3 separate regions of the Mus musculus genome follow, and regions 1 and 2 are each linked to region 3. Evidence: chromatin contacts called from public HiChIP or PLAC-seq and promoter capture Hi-C data. All regions are on one chromosome and are shown on one strand. The core of a region is the stretch at or near the end of the contact, and the rest is flanking DNA. Distances in the headings are between cores, read along the strand shown. Region 1 overlaps Acsf3 (acyl-CoA synthetase family member 3). Region 2 holds the start of A530010L16Rik (RIKEN cDNA A530010L16 gene). Region 3 holds the start of Rpl13 (ribosomal protein L13).

Evidence for each region. Promoter capture Hi-C pulls out the DNA fragments that hold promoters and counts their contacts. HiChIP or PLAC-seq counts read pairs in DNA pulled down with a chosen protein or histone mark.
Region 1: a contact with region 3 is called in a FOXA1 HiChIP or PLAC-seq map of pancreatic cancer cells. The contact joins the enhancer-like site here to the promoter of Rpl13 in region 3. A contact is called at or near these places in 3 of 39 promoter capture datasets (hippocampal neurons, neural stem cells and stem cell-derived epiblast-like cells), 1 of 15 datasets of contacts at CTCF or cohesin (the NIH/3T3 cell line), 1 of 484 Hi-C or Micro-C datasets (bone marrow-derived macrophages), 3 of 115 datasets of contacts at active chromatin or transcription factors (embryonic stem cells and pancreatic cancer cells) and 4 of 9 other capture datasets (adipose tissue, embryonic stem cells, liver and 1 more).
Region 2: a contact with region 3 is called in a promoter capture Hi-C map of liver, with 7 times the contacts expected there. The contact joins the promoter of A530010L16Rik here to the promoter of Rpl13 in region 3. A contact is called at or near these places in 11 of 39 promoter capture datasets (cranial neural crest, embryonic stem cells, hematopoietic stem and progenitor cells and 7 more), 7 of 115 datasets of contacts at active chromatin or transcription factors (bone marrow-derived macrophages, embryonic forebrain, embryonic stem cells and 3 more) and 3 of 9 other capture datasets (adipose tissue, liver and pancreatic islet).

The regions. Positions count from the first base shown.
Region 1 is chr8:122,798,235-122,801,042 of GRCm38.p6, reverse strand. The region is part of intron 6 of Acsf3 (acyl-CoA synthetase family member 3); the gene reads right to left. Among named protein-coding and RNA genes, the nearest start is that of Gm35466, 24 kb to the left of the region's middle. Within about 2 kb of position 1,487, at least 2 of the 459 cell types and tissues checked have an H3K27ac peak or open chromatin away from gene starts, as enhancers often do. A contact at or near this core is called in pancreatic cancer cells, where this site is marked.
Region 2 is chr8:122,761,475-122,764,192 of GRCm38.p6, reverse strand. A530010L16Rik (RIKEN cDNA A530010L16 gene) reads left to right here and starts at 1,432. Exons shown (of 3, transcript NR_151739.1): 1 at 1,432-1,539; 2 at 2,019-2,261.
Region 3 is chr8:123,100,961-123,103,660 of GRCm38.p6, reverse strand. It overlaps Rpl13 (ribosomal protein L13), which reads right to left and starts at 1,311. Exons shown (of 6, transcript NM_016738.5): 1 at 1,216-1,311; 2 at 899-1,008; 3 at 675-816; 4 at 305-478. The coding sequence starts at 1,002. It overlaps Snord68 (small nucleolar RNA, C/D box 68), which reads right to left and starts at 603; the gene lies at 556-603.

The DNA of each region.
Region 1 (2,808 bases), core at 238-2,737, 300 kb after region 3:
TCTGTAATGCAAGCATGTGGTTGTGTGTATCTGTAATGCAAGCATGTGGTTATGTGTATCTGTAATGCAAGCATGTGGTTATGTGTATCTGTAATGTAAGCATGTGGTTATGTGTATCTGTAATGCAAGCATGTGGTTGTGTGTATCTGTAATGCAAGCATGTGGTTATGTGTATCTGTAATGCAAGCATGTGGTTATGTGTATCTGTAATGTAAGCATGTGGTTATGTGTATCTGTAATGCAAGCATGTGGTTATGTGTATCTGTAATGCAAGCATGTGGTTGTGTGTATCTGTAATGCAAGCATGTGGTTATGTGTATCTGTCATGCAAGCTTGTGGTTATGTGTATCTGTAATGCAAGCATGTGGTTATGTGTATCTGTAATGTAAGCATGTGGTTATGTGTATCTGTAATGCAAGCATGTGGTTATGTGTATCTGTAATGCAAGCATGTGGTTGTGTGTATCTGTAATGCAAGCATGTGGTTATGTGTATCTGTAATGCAAGCTTGTGGTTATGTGTATCTGTAATGCAAGCATGTGGTTATGTGTATCTGTAATGTAAGCATGTGGTTATGTGTATCTGTAATGCAAGCATGTGGTTATGTGTATCTGTAATGCAAGCATGTGGTTGTGTGTATCTGTAATGCAAGCATGTGGTTATGTGTATCTGTAATGCAAGCTTGTGGTTATGTGTATCTGTAATGCAAGCATGTGGTTATGTGTATCTGTAATGCAAGCTTGTGGTTATGTGTATCTGTAATGCAAGCATGTGGTTATGTGTATCTGTAATGTAAGCATGTGGTTATGTGTATCTGTAATGCAAGCATGTGGTTGTGTGTATCTGTAATGCAAGCATGTGGTTATGTGTATCTGTAATGCAAGCATGTGGTTGTGTGTATCTGTAATGCAAGCATGTGGTTGTGTGTATCTGTAATGGAAGCATGTGGTTATGTGTATCTGTAATGCAAGCATGTGGTTATGTGTATCTGTAATGCAAGCATGTGGTTATGTGTATCTGTAATGTAAGCATGCAGCAAGATGAGAGTTGAGGGCAGGAGGATTCTTGCAGGCTTAAGGGCCAGCTATCTTGCTATAAATGCCAGTGAACAAAAAGTCCTGCAAGATGGAGACAAGGAACAACAACTGAGGAGTTCCTCTGGTCTCCACATGCATGCCATGGCATGTGCACCCCCGTACACATATAAAAACCTAGCATGTGCAGGATTGTGGGGAGCAATAGCCCAGCGGTGGAGCATTTGCTGAGTAGGTGTGGGTCCTGGATTTGACCCCTAACATTGCAAAACTGCAGATTCCAAACACGGAACAGAACCTGTTGATGGTGGCACGTGAAGCAGCCCGTCCCCTCCAGGAACCATTTGAGCAGTTCTCAAATATGCTGCATCATAACAGCAGGCTCCTCCCATGCACTGACCTTAGAGACAGAGATCCTTAGTTGCAGAAGAAAACCTCAAATCAATATGTATCAAAATGACTCATCAAGACCCAAGTCTGGAAACACCTCGTGTTGGTCAGTTTTTCATGGCTGTGACAAGCTTCTAAGAGGACAACTAAAGGACAAAGGAGTTGTTCTGCCTCGTGGTTCCCGAGGCTTCGTGGTCCAGGGTCACCTTGCTCCTCACTTCTGGACCTGTGATGAGGCGTCCGTCCCAGTGGGAGCTGAGTGGAGCGGGGCTGTCCACCTTATGGTGAGCAGGAAGCAGAGGGGAGGAGCTGGGAGAGCTCCCCCTTCGTGACTCGTTCCCCCCAAACTGGCTCTATCTCCCAGAATGCCATCCTGCCAAGATTCCATCAGGGGCTGGTTCTACTGATGTGATCAGAGGCCTCAGGGTCTACAAACTTTCTAAAGCCCATCCGCTGTCATCCATCCCCCCCCAACAGATCCTTCTGAAGACACCTCAGACTCAAATCACCACGCAAAACAAATGTCTCATAAATAGCAATTAGTGAACGCCCACCTCATGGAACATCTCTTTGCAGCAAAAAAGGAACACACATCACATCTGGCTGTGTTAGGGCTTTGATTCTAGTGTGACTCCCCAGGGTTCTACCACCTGATGTCTGGGAGGAAGCAGGACTTTAATGGAGCGCAGGGCTGGGGGCTGGAAGGAACCTCTCTCCATGGTCAAGGCTCTGGTTGCTGTCGATGGACTCTACAGATGCAGTAACCCCACAGCACAGTCATTTCAGGCCTCTTGCCCACCCAGGAATCCTCACATCCCAGTAATGCCATCTGACTAGTCACCAGCTGTGTTGGTGCCATCCCTGACATCGATCAGTGTGCAGCTACTTTACCGCACCCCACCTTCCCTCTCAGATACCCCCCTAGGGACCCTGCTGAGTTCTAACATCTCAGAGCAGCCCAGCTTGGCAGTAAACATCACCTGTATGATACTCACTGCACGGGTCCTATCCAACTGGAACAGAATAACACGTACAGCTAACTCAGTAACAGAAGGCTTGGCTCTAGGCAGGAGCACTGCATTCTTCCTGTGGCTAGAAAGCCAGTCAGTGTAACCTTACCACGTGTGACTTTAGGATCTAGTGAGAAGTCAAACATGGTGAAGCCAAGCTCCTTCCACAGCCAGCTATACAATGACACCTGAAGACCCCCTGCCCCACACAGCAAATTGCTGCCTGGCTCATACAGTGGGCAGGCAGCAGGCCTGAGGATCTTTAACCAGGGCCTCACCATGAATCTTAATCTCAGCTTCCATACAATAAGAATACATATTCCCAGGCCAGTGGCATGAACTAGAAGCACACCAGCTTATTAACACTGAGACACA
Region 2 (2,718 bases), core at 183-2,682, 340 kb after region 3:
AGATCCCGTTACAGATGGTTGTGAGCCACCATGTGGTTGCTGGGAATTGAACTCAGGACCTCTGGAAGAGCAGTCAGTGCTCTTAACCACTGAGCCATCTCTCCAGCATAAATAAATATTTAAACAAAACTTTCTTCAGCTCAGGGGAAGACAGCTTTGTTTGTCACCATAGTGGGCTGGGACAGACACCTAGGTGTGCCATTATAAAGGGCACGCGGGAGGGGTGGGGGGATGTCTCAAACAAGCCAGCTTCCAACGTGTTCAAGATGCAGTTTCTCCCTCTCCTCCGCTGACCCTCAGGGTCCACCTCAGAGGGAGTCTCAAAGAAGACCAACCAAGATGCGGAGGGTGTTGTGAAACTCAGGCCGGCACAGAGTCCCTCTCGGTTGAGGAGCCCATGGGCTAGTACTACATTTGTCCTCGGCTCCAGAGGACGATTCTTAGGGTATGGTGATGTTTATGTGTAATTCCAGGCAGGAGGATCACGCGTTTGAGGCCAGCCTGGGCTACGTAGCAAGATATTGTCTCAAAAGAAAAAAAAAATAGGCCGGCCGCCTTACTTCCCGTGATAATAATCTTCCGGGTGAAGTCAAACACCCAACCCCCCACCCCAGACTGCCACACCCAACGCAGACTGAGCAATTTCACTTCCCGGTCCCCTGGGTGGGGGTGGGGGGCACCCGGCACGGTGGTGGAACATTCCAACACCCACACACTGAACGCTTCTGTTCTGGAACAGTTGTGGTAACCCTCCGGGAACCTGAGGCCCGAGGCCTGGAAAAAGTCTGGCCTGGCTGGGGCCTGCAGAGTGGCCTGGCTGGGGACAGCACCTCTGTTATTCATGCATCTGGCTACAGATGCAGCCTGGAGGTCTTAACCCTTCAGAGGAGGACCAACAGCCAGCTCCCAGGCTTCTTGCCTGCCTACGGAGACTATGATTTGGAGCCATGAAAATCTATAGCAGCCCTAGCTCTGTGATATCCTTATCTGGCGCTAGAAGGAACAGGCCTTTCTACAGGAGTGAAAGGGGAGGTCGGTATTGCAGAAGCAGAGTGGTCTGGCAGAGGTAGAGCCTCTAGCAGGTTGTGGCCCTAGTTTTTCTTGTTCTTGAAGCCTGAGGTGCTTCCAGAAGAGGCCACAGGAAGGCTTCTGGGAGTGAGGCTGGGTTCCGGCCAAGTTTGACAGAGCCTGAGGCAGCAATGGAGAGGCTGTCCCTGAGGTAGTGTCCCAGCATTGCGTTCTGCTCACGGCGGATTTGTGTAGTTGAGAAAGCCGTTGAAAAGACCTCATAGTGTTTTCTCCATGGGTGTCCACGTGGCCTGGCAGCTCCTGGGGAGAGGAAGCAGCGGCAGCTGGGGGGATGGCTGCCTGCACCGGGAGAGGAACAGGAACCTGGAACTGTTCTCACTGGCAGGCCAGAAGACTGAGCTTGAGAGAATGCAAGCTGTCCGGGGCAGCTGGACCAGGTAGCCATCTTGATTCTGTGTGTGATGCGCCACTGACTGGCTCCTGCCCAGGCTGACAGAACCGGTAAATGAGGTGAGGTGCCCTTACATGGCAGAGGCAGAGTAGATAAGCCTGAGCTGTGCAGACTACGGGATGTGGGGCAGAGGTAGAGCCAGAAAGTGGCCAGGACTCTGAGGCTTAGCATAGGCCCAAGAGCCAGATCCTAGTCTGGGCCAAGCTCAGGGACCGTCCTGTGTCCCCTTCCCCCACTGGACCAGTGGCACCTGGGTCAGACTCAGGGCTGATGGATGAGCCCCTTCCTGTAGACTGGCCCTGGGCAACTTGTGTCTCTCATGCCACTTGGCTTTCTGTAGTCACATGATACAGGATGGGTGGGCAGGGAATGCAGGACAGACGTTCACCTTTTACTAAGCTCAGCTCATTGTCCCCAAGCCACGTCTCTGAGTCCCCCTGGGTGTCCTTTCTTGGCCTGGATGACACCTGGGGCCATGGTCCTGGCTACTTTGGTTTGTCTTTCAGCCATGTCTCTGGTCTTCTATGGGTTGTCCCAGGTCCCCCATACAGGTTTCAGAGGCTGACATCATCTTTTCAAAGAGCACTCTCTGGTGTGGAAGCCCACAGAGACCTGCCTTGCTGCTTGTGATGAAGGAAGAGGAGCTTGAGGCCAGAGCACAGAGGACACCTGCTCCCAGCTGTGCACATGGTCACCAAGCTGTCACCAAGCTTCTCATGCCCCCCACTCCCACCTGTGCCCCAGCAGGCATGGCGTGCACTGACACTTGGTTGGGGGAAAGGTAGGATGCGACCTCAGAATTCAGGTCAGCATATTCTAAGGGGGTGCTGCTCTGAACAGGGGATACTTCTGAAAAAGTGGGGAGAAAAGAGAGACACCAGAGCTGGGACATACTTAGTCTCCTCCATGTCCAGAGAGAGGAGTCTGCCTGGGGCTCCGTCACATGAGGGAAACTGTCCCTTTAAGGCCAGGGTCCTGCTCTGTTCTGAGACTCTTGTTCAGGAGGGTTCAGGGAAGTCTATAGCTAGGACTGGCTTCAAACCAGGAATATCACCCTCTCTAAAGCTTGAGAGAAAAGCCAGAGATGACTTTAGATGTCTTCAGATAAACCCAGGAAGAGCAAGGGACCCTCTATTTTGATGGGAAAATCTAGCGGCTTTCAGGCTTTTTACCATATGAGCACCTTTAGGCGTCCCTCTGCAGAACCTCCTGGGTGCCCCCTCCCTCTGTCACCCGCC
Region 3 (2,700 bases), core at 62-2,561:
TTACAAAACTCTTTACACTTCTGAATACCGAGATACTTTCTGTACCGAGATGCCCCTGAACGTCCTGGTAGGGTGAACGCTCTAGAACAGCATACCAGGCTCCAAGTCAATAGCTCCCAACACTAACAGACACTGGAAAGCCCAGGGACACCATAGTGGCTCCCACTGATCTGCACGCGTCACCGCCGCCCCCAGTACGCTCTAACCTCCCACTGCTGCACTCATGTCAACTCTGCAGAGCTGGATCCAAGAACACAGACTCTATCTACACTGAGCCGGACCTCTGCCGCCCCGCAGGACTTACAGAACTGTCTCCCTTCTTCGGAGCAGAAGGCTTCCTGGGGAACAGGATGAGCTTGGAGCGGTACTCCTTCAGGCGCTGCACGTTGGCCTGCAGTGACTCCGTGGACTTGTTTCGCCTCCTCGGGTCCACAGAGATGCCGATGGTGCGAGCCACTTTCTTGTGGATGCCAGCCACCTGTTCAGAAACAGAAACTGGTCACCCACCTCGCAGTCACCCCACCCCAAGCCGGCCCTGCCGAGAAAACTCGGTGTCATCAGATGGAAAAGGGTTCAAAAGTACTTTCATCAAGTCAGTACAGCGATTCCGGAGAATGTCATCATTCCACCGAGCCCGAGGGACCTGCCAAGGGACCTCGCCCTGCCGCACTCACCCTGAGCTCCTCCAGGCTGAAGCCCCTGCCAGCCCGGACCTTGGTGTGGTATCTCACTGTAGGGCACCTCACGATGGGCCTGATGGGGCCGGACGCGGGGCGAGGGGCGATGCGACGCGCTTTCGCCTGCCGGGCCTTGCGCCTGCAGGAAAAGCACAGCCGTCACCTCCTGCCCCACGCGCGTCCCCGCCCTGGAGCCCACGCGAGCCACGCGCGATCTATACCTGCGGATCTTGCGCGCCGGCTGGTTGAACCAAGTGTCCACTCGCTGCTGCCAATCCTTGTGGAAGTGGGGCTTCAGTATCATGCCATTCCGGCTGGGCGCCATGGCTGCCTAAGGCCGCGAGGGAGAGGAGGGCGGCGAGTCAAGGCCAGGGTCCCCAACCCCGTCCCGGGTCCTCCCGCCCCTGCCCTGGCTCCGTGCTGTCGGCGCCCGGGCTCCTCCATGGCTGTCCGTGCGGCCTCTCTTCGCCGATGACAGCGGATGGAGGGCGATGGAGCCCGATGGACCACGATGGGACCGGCGGCGGCAGAGACTCACCTCCTATACAGGAGAACGGCCGAGCGGAAAGGACCGGGCACCGCAAAGCACCCTGGGCTTGTAGGGAGTCCGGCCAATCTCAAACGCCAATCAAAATCAGGCGAAAGGGAAGTGACGTCACGCGAACCCGCCCGCCGGCGGACCATCGCCTTTCTAGCCGTCGGGTTGGTTATTCTCGCTGGTTCCTAACTTCGCAGTGTGGGTATCTCCGGCGTGCTCAGGGGCGCACCTATGAATTAAACCCCTAAAACTCTTTCTCCCTCCTAGATCCAGTGTTTTTTCCCCGTCCACCCAGGAAAATTTATTATAGATTTGCCTGGAATTTATGTTTCCCCAGAACTGAAGCACGCACCCCCATTCCAGACTTCCCCCCCCACTTTAAGATTTTTATTTATTTTTACTTTATTTGTATGAGTGTCTCCCTGGTTTCATGGCTGTGCGTCGGATCCCCTACTACCGGAGTTCCTGGGTGCTGAGAATTGAACTTCTGAAACAGCAAGCAGCCAGTGATCGTAACTACTGAGTCATTTCTCCAGCCCCAAACTCCCCCATTTACTTAGATAACTCCTTTAGCCCTGACTTAACTCCTCGGGGGGAAATCAGGTGTGACGAAATACAATACTGAATTCCTACCCACAGTAGCAGCGACAACAAAACAGCCAAGGCATACACTGGTCCTACACCTGTATGCCTATAACCTTTTTTCACTCCTCATTCCCAATTACCAGGTTTCTTCCTGATCAAAATTCCACTACAGAAGCTGTAGAAATGGCTCAGTAATTAAGAGGGCTATAAATTTAAAAATCCACATTATACCCGGGCCAGATATCACAGGACCATAATCATAATTCATCTAGAAAATGAGACAGGACAATAGCAATTTCAATGCTTTTTGAGCAACTTAAACCCTCTTTTCTTTTTTTTCTTCTCCTTTTTTTTTAAGATTTATTTTATTTATGTAAGTACACTGTAGCTGTCTTCAGACACACCAGAAGAGGGCATCAGACTCCATTACCGATGGTTGTGAGCCACCATGTAGTTGCTGGGAGTTGAACTCAGGACCTTTGGAAGAGCAGTCCGTGCTCTTAACCGCTGAACCATCTCTCCAGCCCAACCCTCTTTTCAAAATTAAAAAGGAAGGGCTGGCAAGACAGCTTAGAGGGTTGAAGGTACTTGCTGCCATTTTATTCCTGGGACCCACATGGTAGAAGAGAACCAAGCTCTACATGCTGAGCTCATCCATGATATATATATATTTTCTCTGTCTCTCTCTCACACACACACACACAAACACACACACACACATACCACACACGCGTGCGCGCGCGAAAATAATGTCATAATGAAGCAGGCTGAGGATGTAATTCTTGCCTATTGGATGAGAGGCTAAATTCAATCCTCAGTAGGGGGGAGCCATTTTTTTTGAGTGTGGGTGAAAAGGCCAGAAATTGATGTTGAACCATCTTCCCAGCCCAGAGAAAATGT